Regions from separate parts of the Bos taurus genome. Here region 1 is linked to region 2. The links are chromatin contacts, called in public Hi-C maps. All regions are on one chromosome and are shown on one strand. Each heading gives the region's core, a stretch centred on a gene start, on an enhancer-like site or on the middle of the called end of the contact. The rest is flanking DNA. Distances are from core to core; before and after follow the strand shown.

What was found. Hi-C and Micro-C count contacts between places; a contact is called where the count stands out from the background.
Region 1: a Hi-C map of an unstated tissue shows a contact between it and region 2, with 2.4 times the contacts expected there. The contact joins two enhancer-like sites. A contact is called at or near these places in 2 of 11 Hi-C or Micro-C datasets (skeletal muscle and an unstated tissue).

Annotation. Positions count from the first base shown.
Region 1 is chr21:7,980,325-7,986,942 of ARS-UCD2.0, forward strand. All of the region lies in intron 2 of IGF1R (insulin like growth factor 1 receptor), which reads left to right. Among named protein-coding and RNA genes, the nearest start is that of PGPEP1L, 180 kb to the right of the region's middle. Within about 2 kb of position 4,292, at least 89 of the 102 cell types and tissues checked have an H3K27ac peak or open chromatin away from gene starts, as enhancers often do.
Region 2 is chr21:7,641,652-7,648,055 of ARS-UCD2.0, forward strand. No RefSeq gene overlaps it. Among named protein-coding and RNA genes, the nearest start is that of SYNM, 38 kb to the left of the region's middle. Within about 2 kb of position 2,155, at least 12 of the 102 cell types and tissues checked have an H3K27ac peak or open chromatin away from gene starts, as enhancers often do.

The DNA.
Region 1 (6,618 bases), core at 3,042-5,541, 340 kb after region 2:
ACCCCAGACCAATTAAATCCATCTCTGGAAGGTGGGACACATATTTCATGTTTGTTTGTTTGTTTTTTTAAGTCCTTCAAGTGATTTCATTGTACAGAGTTTGAGAACCATTGAATTAGGGTTTATCCATACAGTGGAATGTTATTTAGCTGTTGAAGTAGATATCTTCAACATATATTAAGTGAGCAAAATAATAAGCAGAACAGTGTGCTGCTGTTGTTCAGTTGCTCAGTCATGTCCAACTCTTTATGACCCCATGGAGTACACCATGCCAGGCTTCCCTGTCCTTCACAGTCTCCTGGAGCTTGCTCACACTCATGTCCATCGAGTTGGTGATGTCATCCAACCATCTCATCCTCTCTCATCCCCTTCTCCTCCCGCCTTCAATCTTTCCCAGTATCAGGGTCTTTTCCAGTGAGTCAGCTCTTCACATCAGATGGTCAGAGTATTGGAGCTTCAGCTTCAGCATCAGTCCTTCCAATGAATATTCAGGATTGATTTCCTTTAGGATGGACTAGTTTGATCTTGCAGTCCAAGGGACTCTCAAGAGTCTTCTCCAACACCACAGCTCAAAGTCATCAAATCTGTAGCACTCAACTTTCTTTATAGTCCAACACTCACAGCCATACATGACTACTGGAAAAACCACAGCTTTGACTATACGGACCTTTGTGGGCAAAGTAATGTCTCTGGTTTTTAATAGACTGTCTAGATTTGTCATAGCTTTTCTTCCAAGGAGCAAACATCTTTTAATTTCATAGCTGCAATCAATATCTGCAGTGATTTTGGAGCCCAAGAAAATAAAGTCTGTCACACTGATTGCATTGTTTCCCCATCTATTTGCCATGAAGTGTTGGGACCAGATGCCATGATCTTAGTTTTCTGAATGTTGAATTTTAAGCCAGCTTTTTCACTCTACTCTTTCACTTTCATCAAGAGGCTCTTTAGTTCTTTTTCATTTTCTGCCATAAGGGTGGTATCATCTGCGTATCTAAGGTTATTGATATTTCTCCCAGCAGTATTGATTCCAGCTTGTGCTTCATCCAGCTCAGCATTTCATATGATTTACTCTGCATACAAGTTAAATAAGCAGGGCGACAATATACATCCTCGACGCACTCCTTTCCCAATTTTGAACCAGTCTGTTGCTCCATGTCTGGTTCTAACTGTTGCTTCTTGACCAGCATACAGGTTTCTCAGGAGTCAGGTAAGGGTATTCTCATCTCTTGAAGAATTTTCCAGTTTGTTGTAATCTACACAGTCAAAAGCTTTAGCATAGTCAATGAAGCAGTACTAGATATTTTTCTGGAATTCTTTTGATTTTCTATGATCCAGTGGATGTTGGCAATTTGATCTCTGGTTCCTCTGCCTTTTCTCAATCTCTTGTGTGAAAGGCAAAAATAAAAACATTCATATTTGTCAAATACTGTAAGCAAAGTATGGGAAGGCAGATTCTGTGTTGTATCTGACATACTAATATATATATATATATATATTTTCATTTCTGAGCTACAAAGTTATTATCTATGCCAAATTTTTTAAAATTTTTTATTGTGGAAAGTGCTAAGTTTGTCAATAATAGTTTACCCTGTCCCACCATTAATCTGTATTTGTTTGGGAAAGTTATATAATGGATGATACATGTAACATGTTACACAGGGAGCAAAGAGGTACCCCTGGTTCCAGCTGTAGAACCTGGGATTCTCAGGACGACTGGGACTCCTTGGGTTAAGTGGGGCCACAGAGCTTAGTCCTGTCTCCACCTCGTATGGTTCTGTGAGTGTCAGACTGAGGGTTCTGAGGCAAACCCTCCCAGAAACCTCACCTTCCCTTTGCCTGAATGTGCTGCTGAGTGGAGCCTCCTATACTGTCCCTTATGGCGCCCAGAGTTGCTTTGGATCGAGGTACGCTGGAGATGTGGTTGTATATCCAGCAGATGAAAAAGAAGACAGACTATAAAGACAGCAAGTGGGTAATCAGATAGGAAGGATGGTAGTTAAATCTCATGATGAAAATGAAACAGATCTGTGTAATAGTGGCCCGGAGGTGGGCGTGGTGGGCGTAGAAGTGACATTTGAGCAAGAGAGCTGAAAGGGGAGGAGGAGCCCGCCCACAGTCAGACAGAGGCGGGGTCTTAAGGGAGAGGCACTGGGGAAGGACCCTGTGGCGGAGCCAGCTTGAAAGTGGGTGCACTGTCGGGTCTGGAGACCAGAATGGACCGGTCTGTGGACACCTGGTGGGGGAGGAAAGCACTTTGTGGATTTGCCTTTCAGTTCTTGGTTCTTGCGTACACCACGCCAGCTGTCGGACTGTCATTGTGTCCCGGCCAGGCAGAGATGCTCTGGGGGAAGGGGTGGCAGGAGCTGGTGAAAGGTCTGCTCAAGGTAGGGAGCATTTTTTAGGCTGAAGAAGAATTTTCCTCTTCTCGGGAGGGCAGAAAGGGGCCTGAGTGGCAGAGGAGACGGCAGGAACAGCTGCGTGTATGCAGGGAACCACAGAGGGGCAGAATTGCCAGGGCCTCCACCTGGGGGTCGGGGGGATGGGGGTACGTGTCAGCCAGAAGCCAGCTCGGAGAGCACCCTCTGAGTGAGCTGGGGGCGGGGAGAGGCTGAGGACCGCCTGCAGAGGTGCGCAAGTCCAGAGCATGCTTACCGCATGCCTACATCTCCGTTGACACATCAGAAGCCGACACCACTTTTGCCCTCGGGAAGTTCAGTGTCTCCCGAGGCGGCCAGAGCTGCGATCCGAGTCTGCACGCAGTATTGGCCTGGCCATCAGGGGTACCGAGAGGCGCGGGCTGCAGGGGCGGGAAGTGGTGGAGAACAGCGGCCTCTCCCGGGCTGGCAGGGGATAGCGCAGAAGGCAGAAGGAGCAGACTGAGTGAAGGGCGTGAAGGGTGTGTACGGCGGGCACTGGAGCCTGCGACCGGAACCGAGTGCCCCAAGGGAGGTTGGCTGGAAGGAAGGAGGCTGCAGACCTGGGGGCTGGGTCTAGGGTGGAAGGGACAAGGGCACTAACTCCACGCCGCAGGCAGTGGGGGCGAGGCGCTATTGGAGCAGGCGGACAACAGAGGCTGGCAGTCCGTGGAGCTGGGGGGTGGGGGGTGGGGTGATACAGAGGACCCCCAGGTTCACTCTTAAGTTGCATCCTGCAAGGAGCCCTTTGTATCTTTATTTTTAAAGCTCTCCAGCAATCTGGCTGTCTGGCCACGGGTGGCAACATGGCTAACCATGAGAGTGTAGAGTCAGCAGGCAACCAGGTGTCCTTGGAGATCCCGCCTGTGTCCAGCCCCACCCCCCTTCCCTTCTCCATCAGCGCCGGAGGCCTCTCTGTGGACTCTCCCAGGAAGGTAGTGTCTGGAGACCTCTCTGTTGATTGTGCCCCTCCTGGAAGCAGCCCCAGGAGCTGCCGGGCTTGGGGGAGCAGCTCCTCCATGGTGGAAGCTGCCAATTTTCTTGCTGAGGTCCCAGAAGGATGGTGAGGCCAGGAGGAGGAGTGGATTGTGATTCAAGTCAAACTAGATCAGGAGTTACCTTGGCATGCGTGCAATATCCTGGGTGAACTACCCCCTCTATGGAAAATGCAAGTTAACTGTTTATTTCTTGTCAAAGGAGCTTAATACAACATCATCTCAGTTTCTTTTTATATGTATGTTTCCAAACAGGGTCAGCCCTGAGTGAGATCACAGCTCCAAAAACTTGTGATGAAAAGGTCTAACAAGGCGTCTAATTCACCTCTGTGAAGGGCACATTATGTAAGCAAACAATTTTTAGTACCAGGGTTTAAAATCACTTCTGCAGAGACAAAAGTATACACTGTGGAGGGAGCGGGGAGAGGGAGAGTCAAGTGAATCGGCCCTCGCCCGTTCCCTTTTGGGAGTTTTTAAGTTGTACGAAGAAAAAGGAGAGCGAGAATTGTAGAAACAAAACCTTTTTGGTTTTTCCACGGAACAAAAATGATGGGAAGCTGCAAGTCAGCAGTTCTCGCCCAGGGGATCTAAAGGGCGCCCACTCATGTCTGCTTTTCTGGGGGGCCCTCGGCCGTCTTGCCGCCGCTGGTTCCTTTTGTCTCGGGGCCGCCCGGGCTCGGGGCGAGGACCAGGGCAGCGGGCATCCCGCGCCCTCCCCGCCGCGGCGCACCGAGGTTGTTTACTACTTTCTACTCCGAGTGGCACGCCAATCACGAGGACCCGCCCTCCCCGCCGCCCAATCGGCTCGCTGGGAAAGTCCACCGAACCAGGGGCCCGGGCGGCGACTGGCCGGCACGGCCGTCAGTCAAGCGCGCATCCCGCAAGGATGCGGCGGGAGTATTGGGGCAGCGATCAGCAGAGCGGAGGAGGAGTAACCTTCCCCATAAACAAGATGTGCGCCCCCCGCCACCCCCCGCCATAAAACGGGAGTGCGGGCACCGAAGCGTAACCCAGCCCTGGGGCCTCTGCGAAGCCGAGCGAGCGGCGCGCGGAGCCGGGGAATCCCTCCCTCCCTCCCTCCGCTCGGCCTCCCGCCCACCGCCGCAGTTGTAAACACGTTTCCCTCCATGTCTGTTTTCCTTCTCACAGTGGCCATTACAGGCTGCTGTTTACCAGAATCTCACAGGGCACGGACAGCCTTCTGGCCCCCGTCCTCCATTGCCCGCGCCCCCCCTGCCCTCATGCCGGCCTCTTTCTTTTCCCTCCGGCTAATCTTGCAGACTAAAGGAGGCTGGGTTGCCATCAGGCTGGTTTTCATTTGATTCCTGCCCATGTGGGACAAGTCACGCTTTGTCAACATGCACCATTTTCTGCGGAGATCGTGCTTCCTTTTTAAATTGCGTGCTTGGGCTAGACGGATTTTGGTTAGGAACACTGCACACGAAACTGGCGCAGCTCGGGAAGGACTGGGTGGGTTTGACTGTTTGGGGATGCTTGAATGCTATTTTAATAATGCGTTTCCTTCCAAAACGGGTCTTGAATGTTTCACCCACTAGTAGGTTTGAGATCTGATGCTCTACCATCACCAGCAGCACACGCAAGAAAGACAGCATTGTGTTGAGCTCAATGTTTTTGTACCTTCCTCTGTGGTCTGAATCAGGTTTCCCATTTCCAGCTGCACAATGTGGTTGTATTCAGTGAGATAGGGGCGTAGTGGACAGGAATTATTTGTGACAGGGCTGCCTGGAAGATGCGGACTGGAGTTTGCGCGGCCGGGAGCAGCATCACTGTCTGAAGCTTCTCTGTTATGCTACAGAGGCTCCGAGCAGGAAACGCAGGCAGAATGGCAAAATCCAGCATGAGCATGTGGCATTTGGTTCCAAAATGCCCCCCCTTTTTAGGAGCGGCTGTTCCAGATGACATCCAGTCTTGTTTAGCGATTCTTTTCAAAAGAAAGGAAAGTGCTCTATAAAGAGAGCTTGTTTGGGGATATTTTGTGAGAAGCCCCGTCAACAAAAAATAAATGATTTTGAGGTTCTGGTTTGCTGAGTGGAGGTTAGGCCTCCTTCGGGCCTGAATCACAGTCATAAAAAGAGAAGGCTTCTGCTTCTTGGTTTATGGTAACTGCAGAAACGCAGCGGAGCTGTAGCCGTGGGGCAGGACATGTCAGCCCTGCAGCCTGTGTGCTTTGTCAGCAGTGGGGCGTGTGAGGTGCTTACCGGGAATGAAAGGAGGGAAGGATACACTGCAAATATAAATATAAGGAATGGTACGTGGTGGTCGTCATTTGCAAGAGCAGCTTCCAGGCCACTTAAACCCTAGGAGATATGTCCCATTTCAACTTAGCCGTCCTATCCGATTTGGATTTCTTTGCCTGTCTCTCTCCCCCTGCTTTCGCTGTCCCTTTGCACTCCACAACTAGGATAATTTTCCTGAGAGGAGGGGTCTCGGCGCCATGGGTTGGGAGAGGGGCCAGGGCAGAGTTCCGCCCAGCCTTGGGGGCCCTGCGGTTCTGGGTGGCATTGTCGCCCCCCGCGTGAAGTTTCAGAGAGGGCGAAGGCAGGCAGAGAGGCACTGCAGCCTCAGGCAGGGTACTGTCATTCTCTGAGCCCCAGCTTTGGCCCTCCTGAGCTCGCGGGGGGCCATTCCTTTGACCCCTGTGAGCCTCGGTGTCCCCCCGGGGTGAGATGGAAAGCGTGACGCCCTGTGCAGGCTTGTGAGGCCTAGGGAAGCTCCCCAGGAAGGGCGCCTGGCTCCCTCCAGGGCCCCTGGAGGTGCCCTACTGGCCTCTGCTCAACCCTCCTTCTCTCGGCCCCTTCCCGAGGGCCTCCTCCTGGTTCGGAGTGGCACGCTGAGCTCATCTTTTGTTGGCTTTCTCTGTCACCTGCTCTTCCCTGGCCAGGTCAGCCTGTTCGTTTTTCCACGCCAACAGCCTCTCCGTGCCAGTAAGTCACGTCTGAATAACCAAAGCCTGTTTCCCTGCATGAGGACGCCAGGGCAGGCGGGTCCGGGAGCCAAGCGGCTTCTCTTGTTCAGATAGAGCGGGCGGAGCAGGAGAGCCCCGGCGGCTCTGCCGACCTTGGTGGCTGGAGACCGGTTTGGAATCACCTTTAATCTCACCCCAGGGTCAGGTTCCCCAGGGCTTTCCCGCGTGATTGGGCCGGGAGCTCGTGCTGATCTGGCTGTAGCCCTCCCCGCACCGGCCTCCA
Region 2 (6,404 bases), core at 905-3,404:
CGTGTCCAGGTCACCCAGACTGTGGTCTCTGTCTTCGTCTGAGTTCAATATGAGTGATGTGGCTGTAAACACTTGGCAGTCTTTAGGGAAAGCGGCTCGTCCGGGCTCCTGGCCTCAACAAGGGGTCTGAACTGGAAAGGGGGACAGTGCAAATCAGCCCGGTGTCCCCACCAGCTCCACAAGCCTCTCAGGGCCAATACTTGGGAGGCGTAGGCATCTGAGGCCACTTGGAGGAAGCAGTCCCCACTGCAGCCCGGGAGCTATGCTGCCTGCCATCCGCGTGGGACGGGAATGTGGATGGGAATTGGGAATGTGTCCCCGTCCCTCCCACTGGTAGGCAGCCAACAGCAGGTGGGCTTGGGTTCGGGCGCAGGGGTGGAGGCCTTCCCACTGCTTCCCTGCCCTGCCGATGATGGAGAAAGGTTGGAGATTAGGAAGCTACCTTCTCCCCTTCTTGCCTGTTACCCTTGGCCTGGGGTGACCATAATTTCACATCAGTAAAGCAGTGGGATCCTTCAAGCTGTTACCAGTGACTTCTCAGCTGACACCAGGCAGATCACTGAAATTTTTTTTGATGATTCAGTCTCTTATCTGTACCGTAGGTGTAATAAAAGCATCTTCAGAGAGTCATGTGTCACATACTTCATTAGCATTTCTAAAAGCCGGTGAGCTTCTTAGGGGGAGAGATGGCTTACCCCACCCTCCACCCCGCACCACTCCATACGACCCCGATCCCCCTACGTGAATGTCTCCATTTTCTGGTAGCAGAATGGGAGAAATGCTTTTGAGAAATGTGCTTTAAAATACTTCACGATGATGCATTAATACTTCACATGACTGTCAGAGTTTCTCACTGCAATTTATCTTTCCATGTGGGTTTCTCCAAACAGAGCTGGCAGATTTTTTTGCTCCCCAGTCCAATCTCAATTCCAATTCCAGCCTTTGTCTGGTTTCTTGCATGTGATCTAAACACATAACCTCACAAACATGGGAACAAATTTGTTTTTAACCAAGTAGGAGAACAGAGGGTCTTCACCGGGTAAGGAAATGTGGATAGCCTAACGTTCTGGAAGAAAAAAACCTTTCTAGAGACTTTTTTTTTTTTCCAGAGTCATCTTCATTAATATTAAAAGACTTTTGCTGCCTCTTTAAGAAATGAAGCTTTATAATATGTCTGTAACTAGTGCAGAACAAATTAATTTATTGCAGGTGGGTTCCTAACAGCAGCCAGGGGAAACTCTTGGTTACACGTCCACCTTTCCAGCAGGTACACTGGGACTGACTCTTTCTCCGGTGGGAATCTGAAGGCAAGACAAGGGCTCATGACCCCAAGAAGAAAGGAGCAAGGTGTTCTCCCATCTCCTCTAGGCACCCACAGAAGCAAAAGACACAGGCATTGGGCACAAGATGAGGATCTGGTTATTCTATATTCTTTTGTTACTCTCCAAATATTCTTGGCCCTACATTTACAAGAGTGGGGGCATTGGGGGGAGGGGTGTGGTAGTTAGGCATGGGGTCCATCCACATGTGCTTCTAAGCCCCTGGTGACCAAGAGTACAGAGGTGGGCCTCAGCCAGCAGGGGTCAAGAGGCCAGCCAACTCTGGGCAATCGTCACTCGTTAGATCATGGCAACCAGCCACTGGGGCTCCCCAAACATTGACTAATGAAAACACAATAGTCCAGTGGCCAACCCAGCTCTGATCGGTCAGATGTCCCCTCTGATTGGTTGGTACCTGTGCCTTCTGGGTTATTCAATATTTTCAAAGTTACCCCGTCCATGGGCAAGGAAGATGCTAACAGGTCCCAGTCATCCATGTGCATGAACTCATTAATCTTCATGCGGTTTCCCTCTATAGGAACTGTTAACATGCCCCATTTCACAGGTGAGGAAACTGAGGCTCCAATGACATCATTTGAGATCAGTTAACCAGCTAGATAGGGAGGATTCTCCTCTGGGAGGCATGATTCCAGGCTGACTCCCTCATCTTTGTGTTCCCTGGCACAGAGGGAGCGCTCAGTAAACAGTTCCTGGGTGAATGAACAAAAGAGTAGATGGCTGAATGGTTGTCCAAGGGCCCACACTACTCCAGTTCATGGTGATGCCTTCTCGGGGAATAAGGGCCCTTTTGATCTTTCATATTTTGCCTCCTCTTCCAGCCCCTGATAACTGAGCAGCCCAGAACAAAGCAGGCTGGCAGGGGAGCCAAGCTCACATAGCGCCCTGCCCTGGGCTAAGAACGATATGCCTCCTTCCCCACCATGGCCTCCACTCAAGCCCCCATCACCCCTGAGGTTCCCATCGCCCTGCCACAAAGGGCGGGGCATCAGCTCTGTCCTCACCAGCTGGTGTCCTGGACCAAGTCTCTGAGTCTCCACTTCCTCATCTGTAAAATGGAACAAATAACGCAGCCTACTGTGCAGACTGGATGAGCCCAGGCTTCCCTGGGGTTTAGCATGGTGATCCTGTTACAATAACTGCAATTACACTCACAGAATGTGTGTAGGGGGTTCCCTGTGCTAGTCTCTCTACTTTTGGGTATTTGGAAGTTTCATACTATTTTTTAAATAAAGGGACCCATACAAGTACCTCAAGGACGCATTAGGACTTGTTCCTAAGGGAAAAGGAGGTGGACACCCCCGAGGGCTCCGGCATGTCTGGAAGGGCTGGAGAGGGTGGTGCATGGAGTCCTGCAGAAAAGCCACTGTTTCCTCTCTGAGCCCAAGAGGTTTACCAAGCTCTCCGCAAACAGAAGTCCTGCCTCGAGGTTCCAAGCTGAATCCACTAAACCAACAATGAAAGCCCCATTGTTGGAAATCCAGAAAAGCGCCAAGAGTGTGATAATGAGAATGTCCTCATTCATCTCTTATCCCGCCTGGATTCATAACGCGTTCTTTCATCCCCACCCACTTGCCCAAGCCACGGCTCTCAGACCCCTCCTCTCAGCGACCCGCAGGACCCCATCATCACCTCCTGCAGGCATGACTTTCTCCTTGGTTCTTTTTTGACCCTAAACATTCACTCCATTTCTGGGCTCTGCCCCATCTCTGCTGGCCCGGATGGCGCTTGACAGGACTTGCAGGAGGCTCTGGGCTGGCGCATAGTGCTCTTCATTCCTTCTGAGGTGATGATAGGATTGGAGTTGGCCCCATGACTTGCCTTGTGACACGGGGTTAGCTATGTAACTTGTTTTTGCTGATAAAACATGAGTGAAGATGAAGCGTGTCACTTCTAGGCAGGAGCTTTAAGAGCCAGCAAACCTCGAGCCAAGCTCTTCGCCTCAGTCATGCAGCTGGCAGCATCAGCTGCAGCTCCTCTGCTGACCTGTGTCCTGGAGTGAGGCTGACTGATGTGGGGCAGAGCCCCCAGACGCCAACAGTGCAGATGAGCACGATTGGGAGATAAATCCTTTTTCTTTTGTGCCCCTGAGGTTTGGGGACTGTTTGTTACCCAGGCGGGACCTGTCCCGAACTGACTGATGCAGACTAGATTTCAAGAGTGGACAGGCGACTGGAAGAAGAGCACAGGTCATGGCTAATGGCTGATGACTGAGCTTCCCCTCCAGGAGCTTGTGAGACACAGCAGCAGAGGTGGAGAGCAGAGAAGCATAGCCTCATGGGGGGGCCTCTTCAATAGCTGTTACCACCCTGGCAGAAAGACCTCAGAGGAGGCAGTGTGGACACTGACTAAACGTGGCCAGGCTGTGAGACAGGCTGGCTCCATTTCATCTTACCTCCACCAGCCGAGGTCACTGTCCCTTCCCTGCCCTTGGGTTCACTCCCAGGCTCACATCAGTCCCCACCCACCCCCACCACCACGCAGGAACTTGCTAATCCTTTAAGATCCCAGATCATGATTGAAACTGTGTTAGCCACTCACTCCTGCCCAACTCTTTGTGACCCCCATGGACTGCAGCCAGGCTCCTCTGTTCATGGGATTCTCCAGGCAAGAATGCTGGAGACGGTTGCCATTCCCTTCTCCAGGGGATCTTCCTGACCCAGGGATTGAACCCAGGTCTCCTGCATTGCAGGCGGGATTCTTTACCATCTGATCCACCAGGGAAGCCTGATTCAAACACATATATTGCACTATTTATCCAAGAGTTAATCCATTCCCCTTCCTACCCATGCCTTCCAACTCTCATGTGGTAATGAATACATAAATTTTCAAATGTTTTTGGTCTGTATTTTTATAAATTCACATAGAGAAAGATGCTGAAACTCTAAGTGTACAATTTAGCAAATTATCAGCAGCCCACATCTCCTATAATTATCACTCAGTTGCCACGCCCTCCACCAGGGGATCTTCCTGATCTAGGGACTGGAGGCACAGATTCTTTACTGGCTGATCCACCTGGAAGCCCTTGGTAAGTTCTTGCAGGCTGCTACATTGTTGTAACTTCCAGCTGAGGCCCAGAGGTCCATGGAGGCTGTATTCCTCATAAATGAGCACAAAACCAGACACATGACTCTCAAAACTGGAAGCCACTTGAGTCTAGGACTGAGCTATTGGATATTAGAGACCTGTAAAGAGGGTCTCTTTGGAGAAGACTGAGCTGACAGTACCCACACCCCCACCCAAGAAGGGGGAAGTGGAGCTGCTTCTTCCTTCCTTTCATCAAGAGAGACGGGCTTCCAAGAGACCACGTGGTGTGCTTGACATGAGTCCCTTGCCATAAAGGGGACCCAGTGGATTGACTGCTCAGGAAATCTTGAGCACAAGAAATCAAACTCTGGTAGGATTGTTTAATTAATGATCTATCCTTGGAAAAACTACCTAGACAAAGGACTAAGTTCAGCACAGTGCCTGGCACACACAGGATGCTCTCTGTCCACCATAGCAGTCTTGGTAATTATTCTTGCCCTTGGACGTGAGGCTTGGTAAAGGGGTAAACCCCTCCAGGAGAAGGTTTCACTGCTTCATGACTGCTTACTGGATAATTTGGGGCTGGGTCTTGGTTCTTGAACTTCCCTGGTGGCTCAGATGGTAAAGTGTCTGCCTGCAATATGGGAGACCCAGGTTCAATCGCCAGGTCGGGACAATCCCCTGGAGAAGGAAATGGCAACCCACTCCAGTACTCTTGCTTGGAAAATTCCATGGATGGAGGAGACTGGTAGGCTACAGTCCATGGGGTTGCAAAGAGTCGGACATGACTGAGAGGCTTCACTCTCATTCTCTCTTAGTTCTTGGAGAGCTGTCATTACAAGCACAGCAGGGGCACTCTGTGAGACCCGAAGGGAACAGATCTAGACATCTCTTCCACAACCCGTCTCTGCCTCTAAACATCTTCCCCCGCCATCTTTGTAAGTTCCATCATTCACCTTCCTTTGGGTATTACCCTAAAAGTTGCTCTTGACCATAGAGCACACAGCACATTGACCTATGGATGGGTTAGTACCCTGGATTGCTCTGGCCTATGGATACCTGCCATTTTCTTTCGGGCTGCCTGGCACCTTACCTCCTTCCTTCTCATGGTGGGGGTGCCCCACCACGGGAACCTCAGTTGACAGAGGACAGGCAGGGCTATGCTGGAGGGAGATTCACCAGCCCACCAGAGCCGAGATTCCTAAATTCTCAGGAGTCTTTTGAGTGTTAAGTGGTTGTCAGATAAAAATCAGTCATGGTGGGAATTTTGACACCACGGAAGTCAGTAAGTTGCCACAGATCAGAGTTTTTCCTACTGGAGAAGAGATTGTTAAAATTTTACCAACCCATCGCTAGGCACAAAGTGCATCACCAAGGCTGAGCCAGCTGATCCCATCTGAGGCTCTGAATCTGGAGAAAGTGATCTGAGATGAAGGGACAAGACAGAACCCCCTTCCTGCAGCAGCCTCTGGCCATAGCACGAGTATCTTCTTGGGGGGTGGCAGTGCCCAGGGAGCCCTGGCATGACCTAACCCAGGTCTTCCTTCTGCCTGATTTCCTTTGTTTCTGCCCAGCTTCCAAGCCTCTTTCCCCTGCCTTCCCATCAATTCCAAGAGTTTTCCTTTCCTGCTAAGTGAACCAGAGTCAGTTCCTCCCAAGGGGTCTGTCAGGTATAGATGGATAATCACCTGTACACAGAGGTCCCCAAAGAAGGAGAAGCAACTTTCATTTATGGAGTACCTACTGTGTGCCAAGCAGCAGCTATCTAACAACTAAATATGCCATTAATTCTGTGGATTGTTCCACTGTCATGAATTCATACCAATCTATTGATAAGTATTCGAACCCCACAATGGGTAAAGTGCCGCCCAACAAACTACGGGACGTACTGACAAAGTTGGACAATCTGTACCGCCCTTCCGGAATTTACAGTTTAGCTGCTGACATTGGTATGTGCTCACGAGGCTGAATATCTGTCTGGACACAAGTTCTCACTTGTAAGGAGTATGAGGAGCTGTAACTTCCAATTCTGGGGATCAG